Regions from separate parts of the Hordeum vulgare genome. Here region 1 is linked to region 2. Evidence: chromatin contacts called from public Hi-C data. All regions are on one chromosome and are shown on one strand. The core of a region is the stretch at or near the end of the contact, and the rest is flanking DNA. Distances in the headings are between cores, read along the strand shown.

The links. A called contact is a pair of places that touch in the nucleus more often than the background predicts.
Region 1: a Hi-C map of leaf shows a contact between it and region 2, with 3 times the contacts expected there. The contact joins the promoter of LOC123403479 here to the promoter of LOC123402068 in region 2. A contact is called at or near these places in 2 of 6 Hi-C or Micro-C datasets (both in leaf).

What each region holds. Positions count from the first base shown.
Region 1 is chr6H:394,051,925-394,057,357 of MorexV3_pseudomolecules_assembly, reverse strand. It overlaps LOC123403479 (LIM domain-containing protein PLIM2b-like), which reads left to right and starts at 3,675. Exons shown (of 5, transcript XM_045097416.1): 1 at 3,675-3,945; 2 at 4,088-4,187; 3 at 4,259-4,284; 4 at 4,400-4,489; 5 at 4,634-5,152. The coding sequence starts at 3,811. The coding sequence ends at 4,897.
Region 2 is chr6H:393,658,567-393,663,785 of MorexV3_pseudomolecules_assembly, reverse strand. It overlaps LOC123402068 (membrane steroid-binding protein 1-like), which reads left to right and starts at 3,164. Exons shown (of 2, transcript XM_045095930.1): 1 at 3,164-3,636; 2 at 4,423-5,219. The coding sequence starts at 3,305. The coding sequence ends at 4,942.

The DNA.
Region 1 (5,433 bases), core at 2,426-4,925, 390 kb before region 2:
TGAGGGGTTCTGTGACTCTGTCATCGTCTTAATTCCCAAGGTGTCTAATGCTAAACATTTGTCTAAATTTAGACCAATAAGTTTGTGTAATGTTCTGTACAAGATTGCCTCCAAAGTTGTTGCTAATAGGCTGAAGTTGGTGTTATCGGATATTATCTCGGAGTTTCAAAGTGCCTTTGTCCCGGGGAGGATGATCTCGGACAGTGCCCTTATTGCTTATGAGTGCTTACATTCTATTCGCCGTTAGAGTGGTCAACAACCCTTCTTTGCTCTTAAACTTGACATGATGAAGGCATATGATCGCATCGAATGGGAGTACCTCCATGCTTGTTTGCTGAAGTTGGGTTTTGCTGATGGTTGGGTTAATTCAGTTATGCGGTGTGTTACCTCAGCATGATATGCAGTCCGGGTGAATGGAGAGCTGACGTCTCTGGTGGTTCCTTCGAGGGGAATTCGTCAAGGGGATCCTATTAGTCCTTATTTGTTTGTGCTCTGTACGGAAGGACTTTCTTGTTTGATGCAGCAGAAGGAGGGGCTTGGTGTGCTACAAGGAATACGTAATGGTCGACAAGGCCCCTCTGTTTCTCATCTACTGTTTGCTGATGACAGTATATTTTTTGCTCGAAGTGATCATAGGACAGTGCAGGCTCTCAAATCGGTCATCAATTCCTATTGTCAAGCTTCTGGGCAGAAGGTTAATCTTCAGAAGTCTTCCATTTTCTTTGGTCATAGCTGTCCCCCTACTCTCAAAGCTGAGGTGATGCATCAACTGGAGGTCACAAACGAAGGTATGCAGGATTTCTATCTCGGCATGCCCACTGCTGTGGCTCGGGCCTCTACATCATCTTTCAACTTTTTGACTGATCGAGTATGGCGGAGTGTTATGCGCAATACGGGCAGGCCGCTTTCTCGAGCTGGAAAGGAGATATGGCTTAAAGCTGTTGTGCAAGCGATCCCCAATTATATCATGAGCTGTTTTCAGGTCCCTGTTACGACATGTGATAAGATGGTTGGAAGTATTGCGGATCATTGGTGGGGATTCGAGGATGGACGCAAGAAAATGCATTGGAAGTCTTGGGAGTGGTTGTCCTCACCCAAAGCTCTTGGTGGTTTAGGCTTCCGGGATTTTGGGATCTTTAACCAAGCGATGCTGGGGAAACAAGCTTGGAAATTAGCTATTGATCCCACTTCTTTGTGTGCTCGTGTTCTCAAGGGGCGCTATTACCCGGATGCTGATTTCATGACTGCGGGGAAACCAAGATCATCTTCTTTTACTTGGCGCTCTATTATATTTGGGCGAAAGTTACTTAAGATTGGTATGAGATGGAATGTTGGCAATGGAGAGAATGTCTCTATTATGAGAGATAATTGGATCCCAGGTTTCCGTCAAGGTTCTTTCCACTCGCTGTTTCCCATTCCTGATTCTACTAGGGTTCGATATCTTATGAATGATGAAGGAACTGCTTGGGAGGAAGATACCGTCAGAGCGTTTTTTCATGGAGATTTAGCTAAGGCTATTTTGCAGATTCCTATCAGTCGGCGGGGTTGTCTTGATTTCATCTCTTGGCTGCATGATCGCTGTGGTCAGTACACGGTACGTTCTGCATATAATATGGCTCGGACGCCAAGTTTCTTCTCCACATATCAAACTGCTGGAAGGGGGTCAGGTTCGGCCGAGGAGAAGCATCAGAAAACTCTCTGGTCTATTGTCGCGCCTGGCAAAATGAAGGTAGTTCTTTGGCGCATGGCCCATGGTTGCTTACCGACAGGACATCAGTTGGTTCATCGTCATATTCCAGCGGATGATAGGTGCATTTTCTGTGGTGACACTGAGCGGGTTGAGCATCTGTTTCTATTCTGCCCATTTGCACGACGTCTATGGGATGGAGTTAAGTTGGTATACCCTCTTCATCTTCTCAGGAAGGACTTGCACAATATGAAGCAGTGGATATTCGAGTTCATCAACCGTGAGGCGAAGCTTCATGCCACGGTTCTTGCGGTTACTGCATGTCACATTTGGGAATCACGGAATGATTGTCGCAATAATGCGGCACAACTCAGTGTGTCACGCGTGGTGGCTCGTGTGTTGGCATATGTGCAGATGATTGTGCAGCATCTGTGGCCTAACCCATCAAACCAGCCCCTTCCGACGGTTGATCCTCCACAACGATGGCCTCTACCTCCCATGGGCTTTGTTTGTGTTAATGTTGACGCTGCTCTATTTCCTGACACTCGTCGTATGGGGTGTGGTGTGGTCTTGCAAGATCATTCCGGGTCTTTCATCATGTCTGTGAGCGAAGGTATGTCCATTTTCCCTACTCCGGAGTTGGCGGAAGCAATGGCTGTTCGACGGGGTTTATTGACAGCTCACAGCAGGGGTGTTCATCGGATCATTCTGGCATCGGATTGACTCTCCTTGATTCAGCGCATCTCTTCGCCTGGGATGGATCGTTCCACGTTGGGAACGGTGATAGCGGATATCAGATCGATGGCGTCGGACTTTCAGTCTTGTACGTTTCAGTTTCATCGTCGTAGTTCTAATGTGGTCGTACATAAATTGGCTCGGAATGCCGAGCCATCATCTTGTAATATTTCTGTTGGTGTTATTCCGAGCTTGATTCGGGATGAACTTTGTAATGACATCCCTTGATCAATAAAGACCATATTATCTAAAAAAAAAGATGCCAATCGTCGGTCATTGCGCAACTTCTGATCATGATGTAATTACTATCGGTCACCACTCCCACTATCTTGGGCCATTGCGGAGGCGAGGGAAGAAAGTGTTGGAATATTACTCTATTGCAGCATACGTATAGATTAATTTCAGAACGATTAATTTCAACACATAGAGTCAAGAAAGTGTTGGAATATTAACCTCATTTAGGCGTATGCGTGCACGATTGTTTCGATAGCAACCTTAATTTTCCGATTTGGTTTTGTATATTTTTTAGGTGTACTGTTCATGCGGGTGTAGGTGCATCCCGGAGTAGAAAATCCAGTCTCAAGGGTGTGGCTGCTTCTGGATGTACGTACCCTACATGAACAATGCACTTGGAAAACATAAAAAACAAGTTTGAAAAAATCTAAATATTTTTGACACCAAGCTAGATGAAAAGTTTTGGCATTGTGTAAAATTTCGTGACCAAATAACATTTCAAGAGCCCTCAGCAAAAAAACAAAATCAATGTTGAAAAGTGAACAAAACTTTGAAGACTGTCTTTTTTTTTTTGTGAGCTCTGCTCGAATGTTATTTTGTCATGAAATTTCGCAAGCATCTAAAACTTTTGATTAGTTTGGTGTCCCAAAATTTCAGATTTTTTCGATTTGGTTTTGTATAATTTTAGGTGCACTGTTCATGCGAGTTTAGGTGTATCCGGGAGTAGAAAATTCAGTCTTAATATCCGTTTCGGCATGTCATGTTGGTGGCTCACACGACCTGGACACTTAATCCAGACACCACACGCCCATGAAAATAGGACAAGCAAGCATGAGAGAGAGAGAGATAGCAGATGGTTTCTTCTCGGACATTGCCATCCCTTGTACTTCCAAAATTAGACAATGCCTTTTGATTGACGGGGTCTGTGCGGTCTGGAGGCCATGCATCTCCTATCTTCGCTCCCAAGGTCACCATGCCCCGCCCTTTTTAAAGCGTGGCCCATCGCTGTCCCCATCTCGTTCTCGAGATGCCACGCTGGTTCCTCTGAAGGAACGCCTTGCCCTATCGATCGCCGACCAGCCGGAGGAGACGCGCCTGAATAAAAAGAAGCCCGTGCGTCCTCATTGCTCGGCCGATCACCGGCGCGGATCACCATGTCTTTCACCGGCACGCAGGACAAGTGCAAGACGTGCGACAAGACCGTCCACTTCATCGACCTCCTCACCGCCGACGGCGTCTCCTACCACAAGACATGCTTCAAGTGCAGCCACTGCAAGGGGACCCTCTCGGTACGCTCTGCGCGCCTGGCCCCGGCTATAGATTTTTTTGTCGAATCCAACCGCAAATATGTTTCGCTTTTCTGAATTATATATACCACGTCTGTGCAAAATGGGAATCTTGGCGTTTCATTTTCTGCATGGCCGCCTCTAGATGTGCAACTACTCTTCCATGGATGGTGTCCTCTACTGCAAGACCCATTTCGAACAACTCTTCAAGGAGACGGGGAGCTTCTCAAAGAAATTTACGCCAGGTAATGTGAAACCGCAGTCCTAGCAATACTGCTAACCAATGGATATTCTGACCTTTTGTTCCGTTGCTCAGGTGGCAAATCCGCGGAGAAGAGCGAGGTACAGTTCCAGCATGCAAACGTCGCATATGCCCTTTCTCAGCAATTGTTCGCCAATTCCCATCGCATCTGTTAATGGTAAATTATTTACATCGCTAATTCAGAATCTCCTGCAGGCAAAAGCTCCAAGCAAGATGTCATCTGCCTTCTCTGGAACTCAGGATAAATGTGCGGCCTGTCAAAAAACCGTGTACCCATTGGAGAAGGTATAAGGGGAAAGTTGTAGTGTTAACTTCGATAGTGGAGCAAAACACAGATATCGATCTAGTTGCCAAATATAAACGCAAGGTCTCAATTAGTTTTTGGTAAATCATGACCACATTATTGCAAATCTTTACTTTTCTGTTCAGCTATCCTTGGAGGGAGAATGCTACCACAAGGGCTGCTTCAAGTGCTCGCATGGTGGCTGCATCCTGACGACCTCCTCGTACGCTGCGCTCAACGGAATCCTCTACTGCAAGATCCATTTCTCACAGCTGTTCAAGGAGAAGGGAAGCTACAACCATCTTATCAAGACCGCACAAACAAAGAAAGAGAACGAGGAGGCTGCCGCCGCAGCGGAGGCAGGGGCGGAGCCAGCTGCAGCAGCAGAGCCCCCACAAGATGAAGCATAGAGCAAAGATTAGGAGCAAAGCAAAGGGGGAAAAACAGAACCAAATATATATATATATATATATAAAGCCTCCACAATTGACAGATAGTAATTTGCAATACTTCCTTCCCTGCTTCCGTTTTTGTACGGTCTCTCAAAGCTTGCTTTTGTTCAAGCTGGAATTGTATCATTTCTCGGAAACTTGTCACCTGACATGAAACTATTGGTTTGCACAGCCAAAAATATTACTATGCATTGAATGGATATTTTCTTTGAATTCTCAGAACATAAGCGACAAAGACATTTCTTTAAGGGCCACTTTGACTCAAAGGATTTTTAAAGGAAATCTGGAGGATTCTAGGGCTTCTAGCCTACATTTGACATTCCAAAAATTCCTGGACACGAGTTTCCTTTCGTGTATGATGTTTCACATACTTGTGTAGTTCCTTTTACCTTTCGTAGATTGCATTTCGGTATTTCTTTATGACATCCGAGATGTATCTCTGGAGGATACATTTTTTTGCATACCACGGTCTGTTAAAATGTTGTGCATCATTA
Region 2 (5,219 bases), core at 1,915-4,414:
AAAAAAATAATCATGGAGTTAAAAAAAGTTCACAAATTTTGAAAAAACAAGTCCACGGATTTGAAAAAAGTTCATTCATTTGAAAAAATTGCAAATTTTTTTAAAAATCATGGGTTTGGAAAAAAGTTTGTAACGTTGAAAAGAGCTCTTCAATTTGAAAAACATTCATGCATTTGGAAAAGGTTTGCAGATTTGAGAAAAGTTCATGGATTTTAAAGGTTTGCAAAACAAAATTGAAAAAGGAAAAAAGAAAATGGAGAAAAAAAAGAGAAAGCGAAAGGAAAGAAATAGAACTAAACCAGCCAAACAAAACAGAAAAAACAGGAAAGCCACTGTGTTATTTGGCGTTACATTTGAAGAAGAAGAAATAAGTAAAATAGGCAGAACGAGTACGGTGCCACTTGGTTACTGCGGTTTGAACTAAAACAAGAAGTGTGAACTTCGAATCACCTCACATACCCATTTTTTGAAGGCTAATAATAAAATTAAAAAAATATGTAAATGGGACGCGGGCCCAGGGCGGAGGGAGGTGTGCTCCGGTTGGCAAAATGGCCTATATCCGATGCTTAAAGGCGCTGATGGGAAGATAATGGCAGATAATTCACACATGTAGCAAGTAGGCATGAGGTTTAGAAGGAGCATTTGAACAGCAGATGCAACCAATAGATTTGTCAAGTTTCATCTTATGGATTTCCCCATAAAAATACAGAAAAATAACGGGCATTTACATTCCTCTAACCTTCCCACTATTGATATTTGCCCCTATTTTTTTGACATGCTCAAATTTGCCCATAAAATTTTTTTTAGGTCGCATGAATGTCTTTTCATCTGGTCAAAAATTGTTTGACCATTACTTTAAAAATCCATAACAAACTAATATAAACTAAGAAAAATGCAAATAACATATCAGTATGTTTAGACAAACATTACCTATATGTGCGTATCATTTGCATTCATGACAAAAGTACAGTTTCAATCTTTTTAGCATTAATACTCCCTTCAAACCCCATTAATTAGCATTGTAGCGTCATTTAATTTGGATCGGAGGAGTAACATTACTAATCTGTTAGGGTGAATTCAAAAGAATACATGGATAAGTGATGAGTGCAAATGACTTGCATGGACAGGAGATGTATTGGCGTCGCCTCCTCTCGGGCGACGCTAGGCCCCCCGAAGCCCTAGCCGCCAGAGCGGTTCCCTCCTTCCTCGGCCGCCGCTGCCGCCGGCAAGGGCCGCGGTGGCGGCGGGCCCTGCGCCTTAGAGCCAGAGCGGGTGGTGCCGCGGAGCCCCAGCGAGGCGGAGAGGCCGTCGCGCGCGGGGAAGACGGGGGCGGCGGTCAGGACGGCGGACCTGATGTGCGGCGGCGTTCGTGGCCCCATGGTCGGCCGTGGTCAGGTTGGATGGCGACGGAGGCGCTCCATCCGGCGAGGGCAGCGGCTGCGCGCAAGGGCGGTCATCGAGGGCTGTGGATCTGGCGTTTCCTGGCCCGATCCGTCACGGCTTGGACTTCTGCTGCCGGTGGCGTGAGGAGGATCGGTGTGGGGCGGCGAGGCCCCTGTCGGCATGCCGACGGCGGTCTTCGTCTACATGACGTGCCTCCCTCGGTTCCATTCAGCCACGAGATCGGGGGGTCGCGACTTCCGGTGAAAACCGCTCCGACCTCGGTCATGGCGGACGATGGCGGCGTCTAGGACGTCGTTACCAGCCCATGGCATCGTTGTTGTAGGTCGTGGCACCACACTCGTGATGCTCCGAGGGAAACCTTAGATCTGGATCTACCGGTCGGACGATGATGGCATCTTCGACGTCATTTCCCTCCCGAGGGCATCGTTTTGCAGTACATGCTGGGTGGACGGGACAAGAGGAGGAGCGGTGTTTGGTCTACCGTGAGCCATACGGTGTAGCCCGGCGGCATGGCGCTGCGGTGGTTCGTCGACAGGCACGTGTAGGCGGACACGTACAGGATGGTGGCGCTGTCTGGCACCGTGGTGGCGTCGACGGCAGACCTCGCAAGGATGATGCGTTTGTTCTAGCTCTGGAGAGGGTACGGTGGTAGATGGTGGAGGCGGCCTCTGCGCCGGACCAGTTTGGGATCCAGTCTCAGTGGTGGCTAGGCTGGAGCATCAGACTATAGATGTTAGGATTTGGTGCGATATCTGTTTGGTATTTGACCCGGATATTCAGCACACCTTCATCAAGGATGAGTAGCAACATGTGTTGTCTAGATGGTGGCTTCAGGCTAACTGATGTATTACTTTGTATGGTCTCTGTGAATAATTAAGAAAATGGTTGTATGCATCGTCTAGATGCAGAGGCCGGGGGGATATCCTCCTTTTCTTAAAAAAAAGATATCGTATTTACATTTTTTTATTTCATATGAATTTTTGAAGTAACGGTTGAACGGTTTTAAATGTTTTTCAGGGCAAATTTGAGCATAGAAAAAATTAAAGGTAATTATGAATAATGGGTTCGAGTTAGAGGCACGAGTGCAATTGGCTGTAAAGATAATTTCGTCTTATGGAACGTCAACAACGTGATGCTTACATGGAACTTTGCCATGAAACTTTGATAAAAGCAGGATCGCACAATTCTGATGTCAAATCGAGACAGTCCACCTACGTGACTTTACACCTATTTCGTTCCAGCTTCCTACATCTCACATCCCTGAACCTGAAGAGGCTTCTTTCCACCTATCTTTTTCTAGCTTCAGTTGGACGGTAGAAGATGATAGGAGCAGGTTGCTGCTCCATCCGCTGTCAGTGAATGTTGTGCACGTCATCTCAACGATGCTCCAGGATGGTCTTCCATCCAAAAAGAAGGGTGATCTCTGCTCGTGCAGATGTGCTAGCTCACACCTTTACGCCTGCTGTAAAAGAAAATTTGTACGGTTTCTCCGATATATACAGAGATAAAATCTCGTGACATCGTACGCCTTCTGCACAAGATCATCCACGAAAAAACTGGCCAGATGCTATCATGGATTCCCAACCAAAACCATGGATCAGAAAACACTTGTGCATGACAAGAACAACACGTACCCTCGCAAAAAAGAAAAAGAAAAAGAAAAAAAGACAAGATCAACACGTAGAGCCGGCTGGTCTTTTTGATCCTTTCTAAACTTTCTAGATGGATTCCCTCTGATAAGAGCCTCGGGCCGAGTGCTCCGTCTCAACTCTCAATCGACCGCCCGATTTTCTCCGGCCCCATCCATAGAAAAGAGCACAGTTCGCGCGTCCCTCAGTTCCACTCTGGCCCCTTCCACCTCAACGTTGTTTCATACCATCTCCTGTGTCATTCATCGTCCATGGCGATGGCTGCAGCGGGGGAGTGGTGGGAGGCAGCGAAGGCGGCCATCGCGGCGTACGCAGGACTGCCGCCGGAGGCGTTCATCACGGTGGTTGCGGTGATCGCCGGGCTTTACATGGCCGTCTCCAGCTCATTCGCGCGGCCAGCCCCGTTACCGCCGGCGCCGAGAAGGAGGGAGGCGGAGGACGAGAGGACGCTCGAGCCGCTGCCGCCACCGGTGCAGCTTGGTGAGGTGACGGAGAAGGATCTGGGGCTTTATGACGGGTCAGACCCCAAGAAGCCGCTCCTCATGGCCATCAAGGGGCAAATTTATGATGTCACGCAGAGCAGGTAGATGATCTCTCTCTCTCTCATATAGCCATGGAATTTCAGGACTATTTCTTTCAGTTATTCCGTTCCTTCCTTACCAATAAGAACATCTACGTTTCCTGAGAAATTCAAAAGGAAAAGTATTTTAATGAGTAGGGAGTAATAATCTTGATATGTATCAGAGCAAAAAGAAATTAGGGGTGGACCATTTAAATTATCGATAATAAATTGCCATGAGAAGTAATAAAATGGAGAATTTGTCAAATGGAAGGAAAATTCTCATGATTTTGGAATGGAGTTTAATCATTATATAAGGATGCCAGATCCCCCCCCCCCCCCCTTCTTTTGTTTACCTCGTTTCATATAATTCTCTTCCATGCCTACTTGACTACCATACAGTTTTAGAGGTGATCAATTAGAAAAGGACATAATTAACCTGCTAGGAGAAGACACCCTTACATGGAAACATTTTGACTTTGTCATGGCAATTATAGATTGATCAGATAGAACTGTCTGAAGCTAGAAACAAATGGTGTTTCCTTGTTAACTAAGTGGGCTGGTTCTTCACAATGATGAGATTTTTGTTTTGTTTGCATGATAATCACATACCCATTGTGGAATTATTCTCATGATCTGCACCTATATAGCTAATTGTGTTAACTTATCCCACATTTCGTGCTATTCAAACTTAATCACTTTGAAGTTTCAAACATCTTAATTTTATCAGCACTAACCATTGTATTGTAAATCAATGTATGCAACATATTTATTCTTCGTTCATACTTCTGCCTTCTTTGAGTTCTGCAGGATGTTCTATGGACTTGGCGGCCCATATGCGTTGTTTGCGGGCAGAGATGCGAGTAGGGCATTGGCAAAGATGTCATTTGAGCCGAGTGATTTAACCAGTGACGTTTCAGGCTTAGACCCTTTGGAGGTCGAAACCTTGCAAGAATGGGAGCAGAAATTCATGGGCAAGTATGTGAAGGTTGGAACAATAATGAAGACCGTTCCTGTCTCAGAGGAAGATGGTGCAGCGCACGCTCAGATGTCTGGAAGAGGCTTCAACGCAAACCCAATACAGAGCAACCATGAGTTGGTACCGGAAGAAACTAGAGCTGAAACTACAACTACAGGTCATGTAATTGCAATGGAGCAGCCACGGGAAACATCAGATGTGGCCCATGTAGGTGACCACAAAAGCATGCATGAACATGAAGTGGAGAGGCCAGAGGAAACGACCAGTGCAAATTTCAGGAACACGAGCAATACTGGAGATGGAGAAGAGCCTGCAGACGCTGGGGAGAAGGCAAAGCAAGCACAGATGTAGATGTGAACTGTAGCAGAAACCGTGAAGGTGCAGGAGAATCAAGGGGAGCATCAGGTGTTGATTAAAACAATGCAAACATCCATCCAGAAGTAGTCGAGAAACTAGAGGAAACAGCAGATATTGAGGTGAAGAATGCGTAGAGTTGTGCCTACTGATAATGACGCGTAGAGTTGTGCCTGTTTAAGAAGCAAGTAGAAATTTGACCTTGGAAGATGACTGATTCTTCCTGTTTCTGATCCAAACAGCACATCCTCTCAACTCTTACTCTGCAATGCTA